Regions from separate parts of the Sus scrofa genome. Here region 1 is linked to region 2. Evidence: chromatin contacts called from public Hi-C data. All regions are on one chromosome and are shown on one strand. Each heading gives the region's core, a stretch centred on a gene start, on an enhancer-like site or on the middle of the called end of the contact. The rest is flanking DNA. Distances are from core to core; before and after follow the strand shown. Region 1 holds the start of MED13L (mediator of RNA polymerase II transcription subunit 13-like). Region 2 overlaps C14H12orf49 (UPF0454 protein C12orf49 homolog).

What was found. A called contact is a pair of places that touch in the nucleus more often than the background predicts.
Region 1: a Hi-C map of skeletal muscle shows a contact between it and region 2, with 4 times the contacts expected there. The contact joins the promoter of MED13L here to the enhancer-like site in region 2. A contact is called at or near these places in 4 of 47 Hi-C or Micro-C datasets (embryonic fibroblasts, heart right ventricle and skeletal muscle) and 2 of 2 datasets of contacts at active chromatin or transcription factors (alveolar macrophages and skeletal muscle).

What each region holds. Positions count from the first base shown.
Region 1 is chr14:36,060,513-36,063,882 of Sscrofa11.1, forward strand. MED13L (mediator of RNA polymerase II transcription subunit 13-like) reads left to right here and starts at 1,322. Exons shown (of 31, transcript XM_021073127.1): 1 at 1,322-1,339. It overlaps C14H12orf49 (UPF0454 protein C12orf49 homolog), which reads left to right. Exons shown (of 6, transcript XM_013990355.2): 6 at 1,287-1,319. The coding sequence ends at 1,304.
Region 2 is chr14:36,025,323-36,028,578 of Sscrofa11.1, forward strand. The region is part of intron 5 of C14H12orf49 (UPF0454 protein C12orf49 homolog); the gene reads left to right. Among named protein-coding and RNA genes, the nearest start is that of MED13L, 35 kb to the right of the region's middle. Within about 2 kb of position 1,774, at least 23 of the 83 cell types and tissues checked have an H3K27ac peak or open chromatin away from gene starts, as enhancers often do. A contact at or near this core is called in embryonic fibroblasts and skeletal muscle, where this site is marked.

The DNA.
Region 1 (3,370 bases), core at 72-2,571, 35 kb after region 2:
AGCGTAGAGTGAAAAGCAGTTTCTCTCTCCACTTTTTTTTTTTTTTTGTCTTTTTTTTTAGTCTTTCCTAGGGCCGCACCCATAGCATGTGGAGATTCCCAGGCTAGGGGTCCAATTGGAGCTGTAGCCGCCAGCCTACGCCACGGCCACAGCAACGCGGGTTCTGAGCCACATCTGTGACCACAGCTCACGGCAACGCCAGATCCTTAACCCACTGAGCAAGGCCAGGGATCGAACCTGCAACCTCATGGTTCCTAGTCAGGTTCGTTAACCACTAAGCCACGACGGGAACTTCTCTCCCCACTTTGACTCCCCAACCCCAGAGGCAACTGATGTTACCATTGTTTCATGCAACCTTCCAGGGATATCTCAATCAATAATTTCTTTTTGAGGTTATTCTATGTCAGTACACATAGAGCAAACTCATTATTTTTAATGGCTGCATTGGATTATACTGTTAACTACTCCCCGCATGATGGACATGTAAGTTGCTTCCAGTGTTTGTCCAACAAACAGTACTATAGTTTACATCTTTGCACTGCATGTCTATGTTATACACCTGGGCAAGAATCTTTGTGGGATAAACTCCTAAAAGTAACATTGCTGGGTCAAAGGGAATGCTCATTATAAATTCTGATGTTTTCCAAATTGATGCCCAAAGCTGTGGCGCTAATTTATATTCCCTCTGGCAGTGTGTGAGAGTTCTACTTCCCTTCACAGTTGCTTAAGCTTTTAAAATATTGTCAATACTTATTATGATTTTAATTTCTGTTTTTCTTATGATGAGTGTCTTAGTCTGCTTGTTGGGCTGCTCTAACAAATTACCATGGACTGGGTGGCTAAACAAGGAAAATTTATTTCTCACAGTTCTGGAGGTGGGGAAGTCCAAAATCAAGGTGCTAGCCAATTTAGTTCCTGGTAAGAACCCTCCTCTGGTTATGTCTTCAAAGGGGGCTGGGTGGGAGTGGCAAGAGAGAGGGAAAGGGAGAGGGTAGAAGAGAAGGAGAGAGAGAGTAATTGAGGGCTTGAAGTCTTTTCGTTTTGTCTTACACCATGCACTAATCCAATCATGAGGGCTACACCCTTGTGACCTAATTACTTGCCAAGGTTCTATCTTCAAATACCATCACACTGGGAATTAAAGTTTCAACATATGAATTTTAGAGGGACACATACATTCTGTCAATAGCAGCAAGTGAGACTGAGCATCTTTTTTATATTTTTAAAAGCCATGTGTCTTTCCTATTCTCTAAACTATTAATGTCCTTTTCTCATTTTCCTCTTAGGTTGCTTTGGGAGTCTAAAGAGATTTGCTGAAGAATGAGAACTGGGTGACCAGGTGTGTAGGATGAAGGTCTCCTGGGATATAAATATGTCTGGATATGATGGACCATCACAATGATTGCTCAGGCTCAAGTAACACCATGCATGTCGATACAGTGCTTTGACATTTCTTTTTTCCAAACGTTTTCACCAACAGTATCTTAATAGAAATGTGCAGTGGACTGAGGTCAGTGGGTCAGCAACTGGGACCCCTTTTGGACAGGTTGGGAAATGAGGCTCAGAGAGTTAAACTATGGTGATCAAAGTAATACAACTAGGGTTGCCAAAGCAATCTACAGGCATCTGCCCACAGAACCGTGTGGATACAGGCTTGGGCTCTGGAGCCAGATAGACCTGGGTTTGAGCCATTCACTAACTGGAGAGCTTAGAGATATCACTGTGCTTCTGAGGTTTGACCTAGAGTCTAAGGATAATAACAGTATCTTCTTTATGTGGTTGTTCAGAGGACTATGTGAAATAAGGTAGGCACACTCATTATAACATAGTGTCAGTGGGTTATAACATAGTGTTGGCCATGATAGTACACATTATAACATGCTGCTCATGGGTTTTGCTTTAGCAGTTACTTGTAGTAGTTCCTAAAGCTCAATTCACATGTCTAACACTTCTCTCCTTTTGTTACACTCCATCTTTCTCCTGTTTTCCACTCTTCCTCTCTTTTAGTCCAATCTACACGGCTCTTCCACGTTCGAGGGCTTGTTAATGAAGAAGTTATCTTCTCTCCTCCTTTGCATCGAGGTCAAGCCTTGAGGGCTGGAAAAGAGCCTCCCTATGGTGGCATTCCTCTGTACTCCCATACTGGAAATGTTGGTTACTGATTGAATGCTGGAGGGAAGGTCTGCTCCCAACACAGCCCTAGTAAAGTGCCTGGGAGTTAAAAAAAAAAAAAAAAAATTTCTGGCACAAAGCAGGAGATTAGAAAGCATTTATGCAATGAATGAACGCATGCTCACAGTGCCTAGGAGTAAGGGTTCAAAAGGCATTTCTGCATTTCTTAGTGCCTGGTATTCAGTAAGCGCTCCTGGGCGAGGGTAATAAACCTTAGTGCAAGAGCTTAGCTTCCCTGTGCATGGGTGCAGGGGTTTGAATCCCATCTCCTCCTCTTCCCAGCTGTGGGCAAGTGACTTAATCTCTTTGTGCTTCAGTTTTCTCATTTGCAAAACACGGACGACAGAGTGAAACCTTGAGACACGTGGACATGCTGTCTGGCCAACAGCGAGCCCCACCACCCAGTCGCCCAGGCCGTCAGAGGCACAGGTTAGGGGCCCCAGCTCTCCGCGGCCACTGCCACAGGCATTCCGGGGGTGAGGTAGCGCCGCGTAAAGATCCTAGCACCCGAGGGGGCGGGGCGCGGCGCCCAAGCGGGGCAGCGCACAGCAGCCTGAGGCCGCTCGCCCGGCCGCTGCCAGCCCGGCAGCCGCGCCGCCCGCACTTCTTTCTCTCCCTCCCCGTCTTCCTTCTTCTCCCGGCCGGAGAATCCGATCGCACTCGGCTCAGCAGCGCCGCCCGCGAGCCCCGCCGCCGCCGCCGCCGCTCAGGGCCCCTCCCCCGTCCCCCCTCCCCGCGCGGCCGGCGCCCGTCACGTGATAGGGCGCTAGCCAATGGCGGGCCGAGCCGCGGTCGGCGGCCGCCATTGCTGTCAGAGTGAGAGAGCCCGGGGAGGGAGGAGAAGCGAGGCTGACTGGGGAGGAGGAGGGGGGGGTGGGGGAGGAAGAGGAAGGAGGGGACGTCGCTCGGCTGCCGGGGTCGCCCGCTGGCTTCGTCCGCACCCCCCCTTCGCGAGTTCGCGCTCCGCGGCTGCGGCGGCTCCGAGGCGGCGGCGGCGGCTCCGGGGCTCGCCTCCTCTCACGCGCCGGCGGGGGCCGAGGGGGAGTCGGTGGCTGGAGATAAACAAGGCGGCGGCGGCGGCGGCGGCTGAGGAACAGGGAAGGCGGAGGCGGCGGCCGGCCCGCAGCGCCGGCCCGGGAGGCAGCGGCGGCCCTGAGAGGCGGGGAGGGCGCCCGGCCGCGCGGACAGCGCCCCCCGC
Region 2 (3,256 bases), core at 524-3,023:
CTTCATGGATGCTAGTCAGATTTATTTCTGCTGAGCTACTATGGGAACGCCCAGAAAATAGAAGTTTTAAGTGACAGTTTTGATAAGTACTGTTGCCATGGACTGAATGAATGTTTGTGTCGTCCCCCCCAAATTCTTATGCTGAAATCCTAACCCCTCAATGTGAAGGTATTGGGTGGTAGGGTCTTTAGGAGGCAATTGGAAGGCAGAGTCCTTATAGATGGGGTTAGTCCCTTTATAAAAGAGACCCCAGAGAGCTCCTTCACCCCTTCCATCCGGTGAGGACACAGCAAGAAGTTGGCGATTTATGAACCACGAAGTGAGCCCTCACCAGACACTGACTCTGCCTTGATCTTGGGTCTCCCAGCCTCCAGAACTGTGTGAAGTACGTGTTTGTTGTTTAAGCCACTTAGTCTATAGGATTTTTGTTACAGCAGCCCAAATGAATTCAAACAAAGGAACCCAGTCTGAGGGGTCAGGGAAGACTTCCATGAAAAATCAGCCTGTAAACTGAGGGCTGGATTAGGAATAAGCTGGGAAAATAGGGTTCCTGGCAGGGGGAATAGCATGAGCAAAGGCTCAGAGGCAGGAGGGAGCTTAGACAGTGGAGGATCTGAAAGAAGATGCTTTGTGTCCAGAGTTCTTTAGCATGGCGTTCTAAGCAGCTGAGCAAACTGGTCAGACCAGGGTCAGACTCCCGTGAATGATCATTGTCCCAGGTGCCCCAAGTCTGCCAAGAGACAGAGCAAGAACAACCCTGCTGGGGACAAGCGCTGCTCCCCAACCCCACTGACTTAAGGCTACAGAGCCATTATGTCGATATATTTCTGTACAGATTTTGTAGTTTATGACACATTCTGGCAACGTTTAGATGCAGTTTCAATGAGCCAGAATGTAGTACTGTAAACCTAAAACTGGATATCCCTTGAAGCTGTTAGAATCTGGCAGGAGACCTGCTCCCAATTACAAGCACGGTTTCCAACTTCACTGTTCTGTCCTCAAAGCATTGAAAACAAAATCCATTTTTAATGAGGGACTACTAAACTCTTTGCATTCTATTAATGGTGCCTTTGGGCTTCCAAGCTCCAGTGTACCTTACTCCCAGGAAACAACCCCCCACTAGCTGGTTTTCCAGGGCAAGGAACTATCGTGGGGATTTTGTGGCTGGTGCAAATATGGCGACCGAATGAATGGGAACTAAGGCATTTTGTTCCCATCCCCCTTGATTCCTATCAACATGTGGCCAGCCAATCAGGGCTGGGTGGGAAGTCAAGATCAAGAGACATTATTTCAGTACGCACACAGTATACACTTGGCTGCCTGACTCCTCATCCCGAGCCTATTACTAATCTTACAAACCACCCATTATCCATTCGGTAACTGGCAAATGTGAACTTGGCCCACGTCAGAGCCGAATGATGAGATCCAAGTCGGAAGAAGTGAGAGAAAGAAGAGAAAGTACAAAGATGAGCCAGACGGTTTTCCAACCTGTGAGAACATGTTGTATTTACCAGGCCGGGTACGAAAGCCAAACTGTTCCCGTTTATCTTCTGCTCGGGGCCTGGGTGATGTTTGGGGCGAACAGGTCAGTGCTCCCCCTCGCTTCCACCTGATGATTGGCGTATTGTTTAGAGACTACGAGAGATGATCTTGTGCTCTGGAGGAAGTTGGCAAGAAAGTTTAATTCTATAAAAAGAAATGAGCGGTCAGGATACGGTTTCCTTTTCTGAGTCAAGGCAGAGAAGGGAGTCAGAAATTCCAACCCAGAGGGTCAGGACGGGCTCCAGGACCTGTTGAATCACATCTGAAACATGTTCCCTATGCTCCTTTCTCCTCCCTGTTCTTACAACTGGCCAACTGGGATTACACAACTCACACTAATTTTATTCCACATGTGGCTGTTTCTTATTAGGAGCCCGTATCTTATTTTTTTCCTGTACCATGTCATCTCCTCCTGATTCAGGTGAAGAATTCCATTTCTTCCTTCTTCTTCTTTTTTTTTTTTTTTTTTGGCTGCTCCTCGGCATAAGGAAGTTCCCAGACCAGGGAATCCAATCTGAGCTGCAGCTGCACTGCAACGGGCTGGGGATCGAACCCTCACCAGTGCAGTGGCTGAGTCACTGCAGAAACGACGCCATTCCCATTCCACCACAGTAGGAACTCCCAGGAATTCCATTTAACAGGGGGATTCTGTTCACACTCTTGGCTGAACTCAAAAAAAAATAAGTGCACTCACACTCTTTCTAAAGGTGAGAACTTTTCTGTGTCTTTTAACCCTATAATCTTTCTTTCATTGCCCAGAGTCTTCGTTGTTTCCCCATCCCGAAGCTCTTGACTCAACAGGAATCGATGGAAAAGTGAACATTTGAGTCAATCAATGGAATGCTTTTCGTCACCCAATACCCAACAACTGTTTCTAAAGGGTTTTATCCCCACCTCCACCCACCCCCACCTACCCCCAACCGGAGTGGTACATTTTCTTTTTAACTGACTTCACCAGATGTTTTGGCGGTGCGTAAACCTGGCTTTCCTGTCTTCCAAGTGGATGAAATAGGATCCAAATCACAGCACGTCACCTCAGCTTCTCCAACCAAGTACTTAATGGTTCTTGAGAATAATGTAAAGATTGAGTTCAGTTTTCTTTAGGCCTTGGGCCTATCGGATCCAGGTGTTGGCGTTTTCTGGCCTTCGCCTCTAAAGGTTTCTAGGGAAACCCCAGATTCATGAGTATGAGTTGATTTCCCCACTGTTACCTTTCTTCAATGCTTTAACTTTTCTGGCCACGCATCAGAAACTGTAAAAGTGCACCCCCCCAAGTCCCCTCAAAGGGTGAACAGCAGGAGTGGCATGCACATGACTCAGCCACATCTGGAAGAAAACTGCTCTGTGACTCCCCTTCAGTGTTTGCAACTCCAGGCCCCCATGAGCCAAAGGGGAAACGGGACCCCTCCATTGGCCTCCAGCCTCCCTCTACCTCCTGCCCTGCTTTGCTTAGAACAAGCCTCAGCATGCCAGGCCACCTTGCCAGGCCTTGCCAAAATCCACGAATGGCACAGAGAGCACATTAACCAGATGGAATGCAACATACATGTAAAGAAATAAGAGCTCTGCCAGGAAAGTTGGCAGCAGCTCTGGAATGCTTTAAACAGTGTGTGTGTGGGTAGAAAGAGTGAGCCCAGAGTCGACGAGGCTGCCTCATTCTCAAGAGCTGTTTCTTTTACAGCCATGACCTGTTTTGCCAGTCAAAATAAATACG